Linked DNA regions of Arachis hypogaea: region 2 is linked to region 1. Evidence: chromatin contacts called from public Hi-C data. All regions are on one chromosome and are shown on one strand. Each heading gives the region's core, a stretch centred on a gene start, on an enhancer-like site or on the middle of the called end of the contact. The rest is flanking DNA. Distances are from core to core; before and after follow the strand shown. Region 1 holds the start of LOC112771448 (probable xyloglucan glycosyltransferase 5). Region 2 has its middle 11 kb from the start of LOC112772367.

Region 1 (6,831 bases), core at 2,675-5,174:
AAATCACTTGTTGAGAAATTAGATAAAAAAAATAATTAAAGTTGAATTAATATTATTTGTTAAGTAATCATGCAGTATTTTTTGAATATTTGAATTGGCTTGTTTTTATTATTAAGCGAACGAGTGAGCTAACCACTCTATCAACCCAAGTTGATTATCTAATATTTTTGTTGTTAGTTTCATTTTCAGCAGAACCAACAAGTTTCAGGCTTTCAGCCCAACTAGCTGCATCAGAAAGTGGGTTGAACTTTATGCCAACACCAAACCTCACAAAGCCATGGTTTTTTTTTGGTCAAGAACTGTCAATGGTTTAAATTTGTCCAAACCAACACCTTCAAGTGCTGGCCCAAAGTCACAAGCTGCAAATTCAAGTAAAGGGAAGGTCACGTGCATTGGACAACTCAGGTACAGCATATTAAAAAGCATACGGTTTAACCAGTTGAATTAGGCTTCAGCTGCAAAAAAAAAAAAAAAAAAGGGTCACAAATAGTGGGGGCGTGAACTTCTACTACAATTAAGAGTGGTGGGACCGTGGGAGAGTGTGGGACATCAAAAAAATACCAAGACAATAAGGAGACCTGCTACAATCAAATAGATGATTGTTTTATACTTCAGCTTGGAGACAATATAATGAAATATTTTTGTGTATTATTTTTTTATATTTATAGTAACTGAACTGATATAAAATTAAAACTTTCAATAAATACAATATTTAAAATGAGGCTAATATTAATAGAAACAGATGGTATCACTTTAAATAAAAAGGCAATTAAATACTGCCACTAGTATAATTTATTAAATAAAATAATTAAAAATGATATAAAATTTAAATTAAACTCAGACTAAATATTAGAGTTATAAATTTTATATTGAGTTTTAAATTAATTTTTATGATATATAGTTCTATAAATACTTATGTGGTATTGTCTGATGGAGATAAAAAATGATAAAAAATATTTTATATATTTTAAAATTTGAGGAAGTACAATATTTGATTTGAAAATTTTTAATTTGGATAATTACTCTAAATACAAAAGTTTATTTATCTTGTGCCTTGAAAACACATGTCAAGATTATAAATTAATTTTTTATTAAAAATATAAGTTTTTAATACATTTTATTTTGTATTATGGGTGTTCATAAACTGGTGGTAAGTACACCCGAATTTAGTCCTAAAAAGGTATTGGGTATATTTTGATTCGACTTCGAAAGTGACCCAAAATAAATCTTGTTAAACCGGATCAATTCGATATAAAATTAGTATATACAAATTTGTAAATTTTATATATTAAATTAAAGTAGCCAATGAGCAATAACTCAAATGGCATAGACTCCCCATACTCAATTAAGAGGTTGCTGGTTCGGGTCTCCTATCTTTCCAAATTTTGCCGGCCAATGAGTAATAGCTCAAATGGCATAGTCTCTCCATACTCAATTAAGAGGTTGCGGGTTCGAGTCTCCTATCTTTGGTAAAACAAAAATTAAAGTAATAAAATTTTATTTTTAAAATTAAATTTAACAAATGTTATATCATATTTATATCAAAATAAATAATTTTAAAATAAAAATAATACTGTATAACATACAAAAATAATTGTAATATAAAACTATAATATAACTATTAATTTCACTCTAAACTATATATATTTTAATTGTAAAAAATAACTTCAAACTTAGTGACTCGAAGTATAATCCAAATTCCACGCAAAAATAACAGTAGAAATTACATACCATACCCTAATTTTGTATTTATTAAAAGAAAAATTTAAAATCTTTCACTAATAAGAATAACAAGTCTATGGTGTGCTTATGTGACAACTGTTTCTTATTCTGTTATTGTGGAAGGACAACCTTATGGTTTCTTCAAATCAAATAGAGGTATTCGACAAGGAGATCCTCTATCTCCCTATCTTTTTCTTTTCTGTGCAGAAGGTCTCTCCTTCTTACTACACAAGACAAAACAAAACAGACTAATTCATGGTCTTCAGATACATAGACGATGTCCCAATGTCAACCACCTCCTCTTTGCTGATGATTCCATCTTATTCTGTAAGGCTAATCCTGAATCATGTTCAAATATCCTGCATTTATTGAATTCTTATGAAAGCATCAGTTGCCAGAGGGTAAATCTTAATAAATCTGCTGTATTCTTTAGCTACAACACTCCCTCCACTACTCGTACACTACTGGCTAACTCTATGAATATTAATCATATTGGGCTCAGGATAAATACCTTGGTTTGCCTTCTACAGTCTCTAAATCGAAAAAGGCTTCTTTTAGTATGATCAAAGAAAATGTTCGGAAAAGAATCCAATGGTGGAAGCGCAATCTTCTATCGTCAAGTGGTAAACACGTATTGCTTAAGACAGTGGGAGAAGCTATTCCTATTTATACATTGTCTTGCTTCAAGTTGCCTGATGGTTTAATTTCGGAAATTCACTCTCTACTTTCTCAGTTCTGGTGGGGACAAAAAGGTTCTGAAAGGCGGATGGCTTGGATTAGATGGGACACTATGACTCGCCCACGAAAAGAAGGAGGCATTGGATTTAAAGATCTCAGAATCCAAAATCTGGCGCTTTTAGGCAAACAGTTTTGGCGACTTGTAACACATCCTATTTCCTTATTATCCAAAATCCTAAGAGGTAAATACTTTAGCAATGGTAATGCTATAACGGCAGAAATTGGAGTCTTACCTTCTTGGGGATGGAGGAGCATACTGGAAGGCCAAAAGATTGTTGAAAAAGGTCTTAATTGGGCTGTGGGTACTGGAGAGAATATCTGAACCTTTGAGGATCCTTGGCTGCCTCCTCCGTATCATTTAATGATTTCTGACATGCCAAATAGACAAGCTATTTCTGAGTTGGTTCCAAGAGTTAAAGATCTAATTACTGAAGATAGGAATTGGAATGAGAATCTTATTCAAGAATTATTTTCCCAAAACATTGCAAACAAGATTTTGTCAATTAAAATTCAGCAGAGTAGGGACAAATTGCAATGGGATTTGAACAAATCCAAACAATATGATACAGCTTCAGGTTACAGAATTGGCTATTTATTTTACCATCCACCTCTGGAGCTTTGCCCTAATTATATGCAACAAAAAAGCCGTGGATTGATCTATGGAAGTTGAACTTGCCTCACAAAATAAGCTATTTATCTGGAAAGCTCTCCATGGCCTGCTCCCGGTGCTTGCTCAGATTCATCACCGCATCCCATCTATATCACCAATATGCCCCTGCTGTCATGAAGCAACCGAAACAGTCACTGATTGTTTGATCGATTGCTCTAGAATTAAAGATGTATAGTCTCAGAGTTATCTTCGTGACTGTCTTCCTCCTCAGAGTCCTAACGACTTTTGGACATGGTGGATTGCATCAACAGAGATGCTTAACCCGTTGAAGAATGCTGACCGTAATCTTCAATTGCTTGCCATCATTTGCTGGAACTGCTGGAAAGCTCGCAATCAGTTGATTTTTGAAGGTTCTACTTCAATGCCGTCTGCCATTCTAGCAAGCTCTGTCAAGTTGCTCCGTAAAATCCAAAAAACTCCCAGTTTAGGTCGTCATCTCCATGAGGCAAGCTCTTAGTTGCATTCAATTTGATTTATCATTTTTTCTTCTTTAAGATTTTTTTCGTATTTCGACCACGTACCGTTGGATGAATACCTTCAGTGTAATGTTTTTGGGAAATCCCCATCTTTCATTATACTGTCTTACTTTTGGACATCTTTGTATTTCATTTTTCAATAATTAATGAAATATAACCTACTATCTTTGGAAAAAAAAGTAATTAGTATAAAATATATATTAAAATATAAATACACATTTAAAATAAATTAAACTAAACATGTATTTCTACACAAATACGTGGGTGGCTTTTATACTTTTCCATATATATATATATACACGTTAATTTCAGACTTTTGAGTGTTTCCCCAAAAAAGACCTTCAGTGTTTCAGTGCTTACAGCTACAGAGATACCTTCCCTCAAAATGTGGCTTTCTCATGTTAGGATTTCTTCGCTTCCTTCACAGTACAAAACACCTTCAAATGCTGAATGAACAACAAGAGCCTTCAACATCAATGCTCCAATAACAGCTTTGGAGCTTTGTCTCTTTTTGTTTTAGATCTGATCCTTTACTCTTTATCAAATGAATGTGTTGTTGTAGTGTACTATACAAGTGATTGATGAAGTAAGTTATTGCTTTGTGCATATAAGGTGTTTGTGTTTTGGTCTGTTTGAGAGTTCAAGTGCTTTTATAGCTATGGCTCCAAGATTGGATTTTCCCAATTGGTGGAGTAAGGACACACATGATAAAGGAACAACAACAACACCAGTGGTGGTGAAAATTGAGAATCCCACTTTCTCTGTTGTGGAGATTAATGGTGCAGATGCTGCATTCCGGCCGGTGGAGAAGAGCCGCGGCAAGAATGCGAAACAAGTCACATGGGTTCTGCTTCTCAAGGCTCACCGTGCCGTCGGCTGCATTGCTTGGCTTGCCAGTGTAATGTGGACATTGCTTGGAGCCATCAAGAAGAGGATAGTTCATGGACAGGGTGTTGCTATGGAGGGTGAGAGTGACAAGTTGGAGAGAGGGAAGTTGTTGTTTAGAGTCATTAGAGTGTTCTTGGTTGTTTCATTGGCTGTTCTTGCATTTGAGATTGTTGCTTACCTTCAAGGATGGCAATTCAGGAACCCAAATTTGCATATTCTTCCGAATGCCTTGGATTTCGAGGGGTTACTTCACATGGCGTATGTTGGTTGGCTGAGGTTTCGTGTTGAATACATCGCGCCGCCTGTACAAGCACTCTCGAAGTTCTGTGTTGTTTTGTTTCTTATCCAATCCGTGGACCGTATGGTTCTTTGCATGGGATGCTTTTGGATTAGATACAAGAAGGTTAAGCCAAGGTTTGCTGGGGATCCCTTCAAGGTTGATGATGTTGAAGGATCTGCAAGCCATTACCCTATGGTTCTGATTCAGATTCCAATGTGTAATGAGAGAGAGGTATGACCCCAAGTTTGCTTCACTCCATTTGAAGCTTATTTGTTAACTAAGTTTTTATTACTTATGCTAGCAGAAAACTATTCCTTCCATTCCCTTATATTAATTTGGCTATCAGATACATTGATCAAATGATGCACTAAATTTTCATAGTGACAGATAAAAGATTCAGATTACCTTTTATGCATTGTCTTAGAAAATTGCTCATGAAATAACAAAAAAAAAAAAACAAATAAATAAATAAATAAAGAAGTAGAAAAGAAGGAGGATATACATTATATGTTAAAATTTCTCATATAGAAGTTAGGAATTGTATGCCACCTTCTAGAACTGAAAGCATTGATGTTTTCCTGCAGTGATAAAGCTTGATGAACAATATTGGGTAATGAGTTTCCTACTATTGATTTCTGTAATGCACAGCAAGTTTGAATAGATAATATTAAGTTTTTGCCTTGACTACAACTGGAGGAGTTTCCACAAGAAGTTTTAAACAATTGTTGACAAACTTGAAATTTCAATGGATTAAAATTTATTTTATCAGCTTTGTCTGCACTGGCTTTATGCAGGTGTATGAGCAGTCTATTTCAGCGGTCTGCCAAATTGATTGGCCTAGGGATTGTTTACTGATTCAAGTACTCGATGATTCTGATGATGAAAGCATACAGTGCTTAATTAAGACCGAGGTCTCCAAATGGAGTCTAAAGGGAGTCAACATAATCTATAGGCATCGGTTAAACAGGACTGGATATAAAGCTGGGAATCTCAAATCTGCAATGAGCTGCGACTATGTGAAAGGCTACGAGTTTGTTGCAATTTTCGATGCAGACTTTCAACCAAATCCTGATTTTCTTAAACAAACTGTGCCACATTTCAAGGTTAAGAGAAGAGAATGAATCAGGCTCAGTAACAAATTAATGAATATTGCTAAAAGCATGCTTTATATATGTTAGTATCTCTATATGCTTTCTGTTGCAGGACAATCCTGAACTAGGTTTGGTCCAAGCTAGATGGTCTTTTGTGAACAAGGATGAGAACTTGTTGACTCGTCTCCAAAACATTAACTTATGCTTCCACTTCGAGGTAGAACAACAGGTCAATGGACTATTTCTCAATTTTTTTGGTTTTAATGGAACTGCTGGTGTTTGGAGGATCAAAGCCCTTGAAGAATCTGGAGGCTGGCTTGAGAGGACAACGGTAGAAGATATGGACATTGCGGTCCGAGCTCATCTCAATGGATGGAAGTTTATCTTCCTAAATGATGTTAAGGTGATTAGAAATGAATTATTTATTCATCACTATCTATTCATAGTGTACTAGTAGAGTAATATTATTAGTTTACCTTTCAAACTGTGCAATTTGACACACCGAAACTATCAAATAGTGCAAAAGGACTTTTGTTAACTGTCCTTCCGTACTTACCATTCATATGATGCATTTAATTGACAACATTTTCCTTTATTAGATGACTAATTTTGAAAGAAAAATTAACCAAAGGCCTTTTTGTCATCGGTTAATAACTCAGCGTGTCTAATTTCACATGAACAGTTTTATGATCTGCAGGGAGTTAAAACCATAATTTTTCAACTCAGGTCTCTGACACACTTGAATTTCCTCAAATTTACAAATTTTCAGGTGCTTTGTGAAGTTCCTGAGTCATATGAAGCTTATAGGAAGCAGCAACACCGTTGGCATTCAGGTCCTATGCAACTTTTTAGATTGTGCCTCCCTGCAATTGTTAGATCTAAGGTATGTCGGATACTCAGCTTGATGCAATAAATAGAATAGTGGTGAAGAGAAATAAAAGAAACTTTCAAGTATTGCTTATATTT
Region 2 (6,831 bases), core at 1,940-4,439, 48 kb after region 1:
TCTATTGATTTAATTCTCGCCTCCATTAAAATTTTTAAATTCACTTTATTCCATCTCAGAACCCACAGTTTCCCTATAACAGATCATTTTTGGTTTGAAAAAGAAAAGAGCATCGAGAACCAAGCTTTTAAAGAACTATTCTATAGCCAGACATGCTCCCAAAATCGAGTCCTTTTTTCGTCACCTATTTCCATAGACAAGCTAGCAATCATCTTGTCCTTCACATGTGTTCCTTAATCTATAATTGACAAATATCCTTCCATGAACCTCTTCTAGCAGGTAGTGTCTGATTATACAACATCTTATTGGGATTCAGATTATTACATGAGCATGCCATCTTCTATAACGGACAATTCTCTTTAGAAAAACGTCACCACCACTTAAACAGAAGGCATGTGTTACGAATCGCTGCATCTTCGACCTCAGTCCACTTAATTTTTTTGGAGCTTGCACCACTTTCTACCTAATCAATGTCATACCATTCTTACCATCCTCCTTACTCTATAAAAATCTTCTCTGTAGTAAAATTAACTTCTTTGCAACAATCTTCGACATCTTATACAAACTTAAGTAGTGTAATGACAAACTATTTAACACAAATTTAATAAGAACTAATTTATCCGTTTTATTGAATACTTTAGCTTTTTATAAGTAGAATTTCTTCTCTACTTTGTCTATGATCGATTTTCAAATCTTCATCAACTTTAAATTTATTCTTAAAAAAATTCTAAGATATTTAATTGAATGAGTATTCTCTTTACACTCCAGCTAGCTACATAGACTCTGCACTATGTTTGCAATTAATCAGGATCAAATTAAACTGAATTTATAAAATTAATGTTTAGTCCTGACATCACGTTAAAATATTGCAAAAGGCTCTTGTAATTCTTTATGATCACCTCTTCATATGAGTAAAATAATATAATAATTTTATTGTAGTTGTATTTTAGAATTACTAGACCGCGTTGAATCAAATGGTGGGTCCCATTTTAAATGGTCCAAATTTATAAATATCAATAAGTGACATTTAAGTTAATTTGTTATGTTAATAAATTTATTTAATTTTTTGTTTGATCCTTTTAATAACAAAAATAGATTGACTAAAAAATTAGCTATGATTTGTATATCCAAATTAAAATAAATTGAAATAAAAAATTATACTAAGAAGAAAAGACTCTGTTTAAAGCTACTAATTCAAATATAAAAATAGTCAATTATTTATATTTGTAATTAAATTAAATGTTAAAATTATAATTTCAGTAATTATTAGAAAATTTGTGTTTTAATAAAAATTAAAAATCTATTATAAAGTCAAAAATTCCATTTTGGTTTTAATTAAGTGTTAATTATAATTTTTTAATTAAAATTAAGGTATTATTTCATTTCAAATACACTTTTTTAATTATAATTTCTGAATCAAATAACCTAATGTGTTTTCTTTCCTTCATAATTAACAAACATAATTAGAAGTAAGTGAATACAAATTTTTTATAAACCGGTTTGTTTATAAAACTGACCCAACCAAGTTTAATTTACAATGATCCAATTACAATGGTATAATTAATTATTTTTGTTAGACCACTCTTTTCTTTCAGTCAATAAGAGAGTAATCATGTCCACATGATCTGTGTACCAAAGTGCATCTAAGAGAACCCAAGAACATTTATATAGACGAGAGAAATAACAAACTGAATTAACTCCCATAATCACATATAACCGAATTTTTATAAGTGTCTTAACTAACTATATAACTAATTTATCTGAAATAAAGTAGTTGTTTTTTATTTCTGATATTTTTACAGCCCCTCAAGCTAGCTCAAGGAAGCTCTAGAGAAGACTATGAGTTTGTCCCTAAACACATCAAAGTTTGCTTGTGCCAAATACTATCTTAGAATATCTGCTCAGTGTCATCAAGATAAACAAGAATATAAATAGCAGTAAATCTAACAAAAAGGAAGTTGTCATTTATAAATCCAAAAGCAAAAAAGGTTGTTGGGATAAGGCCTAGTTTAGCTTACAAGCCAAGTTAGAATTAGAGTCATGGAAACAAGGTTGTTGAATTATGAAAACATGTTCATTAAAAAAAACCATGTCTACTCTTTTTCTTTTAATGTATTTTTTTTTGTTTGAATTTTTTTTGGATAAAATATACTTTTTGTCCCTAAAATTTGGCAAAAGTTTCAAAAATACTCCTAAGTTTTATTTAGTTTTAATTTTGTCCTAAAAATTTTTGAAAAATTTTCAAAAAATTTAAGACCAATCTAACAATAATGCATGAAAATTATGCTTGATTTGCTTGTGTTAAGGGTTATTTTTATGACATTGTTGTTGAATTGGTCTTCAATTTTTTGAAAAATTATCCGTTTGAGGTATATGTGATGCAAATCGAAAACTTTTGAAACAAAATTGAAACAAAATAAAATTTAGAAGTATTTTAAAAACTTTTGTCTTTAAAATAAAAAGTATACTTTATCTTTCTTTTTTTTTTGGTGGCTAGAAGTCCAAAGAAAAATTACAACTCTTAGATAATATTGAGATTTTAGTTTAATAGTTAAATATGTTACTTTTTAATATGTTGCATCTGGATTCAAATTTTAGGGGTGGCCAAATAGTAGATAAAATCTTTAAATGCGTGTATGAGTGTGTGATGCTTAGGATTGGAAGATATCCAATCTATCGGACCAAAAAAAAAAAAAAACACAGAATAATATAACCCCTCTTATATCATCATTTAGTATCTTGGAAACGAATCCTCTCAAATTTTTATTTCACTTAAAAGGATAAAGTATAATATTTCATCATATATAGAATTAAATATCACACTTTACACTTTACTCTCTCAATTAAAGAAATTGAAAGGATCTATTCTCTTCGTACATTTGGGGGAGAATCTAAAAAATGGAAACTAAGATATGCTAATAGAATTCTTCTTCTAATTTTGAAACAAGCAGAAAAAGAGATCACTAAAATGGGCCGAATGATTTTTGTCCACTGCCAACAGTATTTATTGGACTATAGATTTATGTTGGGCCGTGAGCAGTGAATAGAATTTTTATGAACCCGTAAAAAACCTGTCCAGAAAAACATAACAGGAAAAAAACGATGAGGGAAAACGAAATAGACAAATTCATTGGACCAAAAATATGGTGTCACATAAGTTAGGTAAAACAATTTGACCGTAAAGATCATGACCAAAAAAAAAAAAAAATTGACCGTAAAGATGTGCAATATCATGCAATATATATATATATATGCTAGTTCCAAGGTTAGAACCCATAATAAAATCATTACCAAAAAAATAAATAAATAATAAAATTATTATCTTGATAAATTGTGGGGTGCTATAGAAATGGTGCTTTTCTTTGCTTTCTAGAGAAAAAAAAAAAGCAGCTTTCTTAAATACAAAGAAAAAAAAATATTTTTTACATATTCTTATAAATTTTATAAAATAAAAAGTTTCTTCAACTTTTTCTTAAAGACTAAACAGAGTAACTCTTTATTAAAATAAACTTTTATCTTTTTTCACTCTAAATAAACAAAATATCAAATTGTAAAAGCATCTTTTGAATAATGAGAATCAAACCACCCAAAGTCATATAAAGAAAATAATAGAACAAGATCAACGAAGTTTGTGTACTAATAACAAAGTTATTTGGATAGTTATTAGAATTAAATCGGTAATTGACTTAATTAGAGTACTAATATTGGATTACTAGTTTAATTGCTGAGTTATTAGTTGAATCATTTACTTGGATATAATTATATTATTTTATTTTTTTTATAATAAGTATTTTTTTAATTTTATTTTTGTATTAACTTAACTTTTATTTTTTAATTTTAATAATTTATTAATTAATTTATGTCTATTATATGCTTCAAATATTTATTAAAAAATATAATATAATTATAAAAAATATATTCTGATTAATAAAAATATTTTTGTCCTCTTTCTTAATTTATAAATATTTCATAAAATTTAATGTTTGTTTCAAAAATTATATATAATCAAAATATTATTAATTTGAGAAAAGGTGAGTCGAAAACTAAAATCAACATTAAAATGAACAAGTATAAACAATTTTATCAAAGATATTATATCATGTATATTAATTAGCACATAATAACACAACAAATAAGTTAGTCTAATAGTTCAAGTAATTTATGTTGGAATAAATAATTTTATTAACCCAGATCATTCATATTAAATCACAAAAAATATATTATAATACGAAAGGGTACCTTTACTCAGAAAAGTCAAAAATTGATGGAAGGATTTGGATTTTGTGGTTCTTTCGATCTTCCTCAACTAAAGCCTTCTGTATTCCTGAGTGGCTGAATTGCAACTCTTCTGATGGAGAAAGAGCACAAAGGCGACTTTGGTATGTTGGAGACCGAAACCCTGAAGGCACTATTTATATTTGAGCATGACACCCATTAAATCCTAAAACCCAAATAAAATAGTATCTAAAGTCCAAAAGATAATATATCCAAAATCCAAAAGATAATTATCTAAGGAACAAAAGATAATATCTGGTTTTATTCTCATTTAATTCAAAATTAAAAGTAATTATGACTTATTCAATTTAGCATTTATAACAATAAATGAGATCACTATTATATAAGTTATTTAATTTGAAATAGCATAATTTGTGATTATAATTAATATATGTATTGCCCACAAACAAATTAGGAAATTAAAATAATTTTCTAACAATCTCCCACTTGGGCTATACATATATTCTTTCTTGACATAATCACATCTTATAAACTTTATGCGCGCATCTGAATGCTATTTCTCTCATTACTTTAACAATCTGGTCCGTCTCATATATTAGATATGGAATCACCGCAACTTTTATCACATTAAATGTCGTGACTAAACCACGACAATCACCATACTAATATACTTAACGACATAGATCAAATTTAGATGAGTAATATGAAAATTACATGCCAAGTGATCTCATGCATGTCTACTTCTAGCTAGTCCAACTTTAAAACTTTATTAAGATCAAACACAATACAAATATTGTAAAATGAACATTTCACATAACATAAAATAAACCATCAACTTAATTCTACAGAAAAATAATTCAATATCTGTCATAGGACATATAGCATAAAATAAACTCCCACTAAACCAAGGCATCACAAATATTGACACCCATTCGAGCAGTGTGCTCATGAAAGACTTTAGGGATCAATCCCTTGGTTAATGGGTCTGCTAGCATATATTCTGTTCCTATATGTTCTATGAAAATCTGTTTTTTACTTTTTCTTAAACTTTCTCCATGACAACTAAGAAGTTGATGTCTGTATGCTTCGATTTTGTCAAGCTCTTATTGTTGTTGGAGTATAGTACTGCTGACTTATTATCACAAAATATCTTTAATAACCTTTCGATGTCATCTATTATACGAAGCTCAGTGACAATGTTTCGCAACCATATGCCATGAAATCGGAATCAGAGTACCCAATGATCTCCAAATTTTCTGATCTCCGATAAGTAAGCATGTAATCCTTTGTTCTCTTTAGATAATGCATTATGCGTTTAACAACTATCCAATGATCTATGCGCGGATTGCTCAAGTATCTACCTAACATTCCCACTATAAATAATATATCAGAATGTGTGCAGACTTGAGCATATATTAAATTCCCTAGTGCTGATGCATAAGGTTTATCATGCATTACTGTCTTCTCAAGATCATTTTTAGGGCATTGCTTGAGACTGAATTTGTCTCTTTTAACTACGGGTGTGTCCATTGGTCTATAACTTTCATGCCATATCTACTTAAAATCTTTTCAATATAGTTCTTTTGAGATAATCCAAGAATACCTTGAGAGCGATCTCTTAGTATCTCGATTCCTAATACAAAAGAGGTATCACCAAGATCTTTCATTTCAAATTTGTTCGGTAGAAATTTTTTAGTTTTATGCGACAAGCCTATATCGTTACTGGAAAGTAGAATGTCATCAATATATAAGACCAAAATATGTATTTACTCCCACTGAACTTCCAGTATACACATTTATCTATAATATTTACCTCAAAACCGTATGAGGTAATGACTTGATTAAACTTGTGATGCCATTGACGGGAAGCTTGTTTGAGACCATAGATGAATTTTTTCCTTTATCTGTTGGATCTCTTTAATGACACTTCTTGAGATTGTTAAGCTTGCTATATAGGTTGTGGTTGAGGAGGAATCTCATCATTTTCCTGTATTGTAGCAGTATCTTGAGCAACAACAATATTCTCATTGTTCTCTTGTACTGTAACTAGATCTATAGTAGGATTATCATTGTGCTCTTGTACTATAACTGTATCTTGAACAATAATAGGCACAAGGACCTGATCATTGTCAGTTACAGAATCCTCATCAAAAGCAACATTCCTAATATTTTCTTCCCCCCAAACTCAACATCCTCAAGAAATCTCGCATTTCCCGTTTCAAACATAGACCTTGATGCAAGATTGTAAAACTTGTACTCCTGTAAACGCTCAACGTAACCAACAAAATAGCAACTAATTGTCATTGAGTCCAATTTTCTTTCATGCAGCCTATAAGGTCGCGTCTCAACTGGACATCCCCAAATATGCAAATGCTTTATACTAGACCTTTTTCCAGTCTAAATTTCATATGGCATTTTGTTAATTGCTTTGCTTGGCACCCTATTAAGGATGTACACTGCGGTCTTTAAGGCTTCTCCCCAGAGTGATTCAGGCAATGAAAAATGTCTAATCATACTTCTCACCATGTTCTTAAGAGTTCGGTTCCTTCGCTCTGCAACACCATTCATGCTAGGTTTGCCTAGCATGGTATATTG

What was found. Hi-C and Micro-C count contacts between places; a contact is called where the count stands out from the background.
Region 2: a Hi-C map of an unstated tissue shows a contact between it and region 1, with 4 times the contacts expected there. The contact joins the enhancer-like site here to the promoter of LOC112771448 in region 1. A contact is called at or near these places in 2 of 8 Hi-C or Micro-C datasets (leaf and an unstated tissue).

The regions. Positions count from the first base shown.
Region 1 is chr18:126,484,391-126,491,221 of arahy.Tifrunner.gnm2.J5K5, forward strand. LOC112771448 (probable xyloglucan glycosyltransferase 5) reads left to right here and starts at 3,925. Exons shown (of 5, transcript XM_025816202.3): 1 at 3,925-5,005; 2 at 5,569-5,877; 3 at 5,978-6,268; 4 at 6,635-6,748. The coding sequence starts at 4,265.
Region 2 is chr18:126,533,557-126,540,387 of arahy.Tifrunner.gnm2.J5K5, forward strand. No RefSeq gene overlaps it. Among protein-coding and RNA genes, the nearest start is that of LOC112772367, 11 kb to the left of the region's middle. Within about 2 kb of position 3,190, at least 2 of the 3 cell types and tissues checked have open chromatin away from gene starts, as enhancers often do.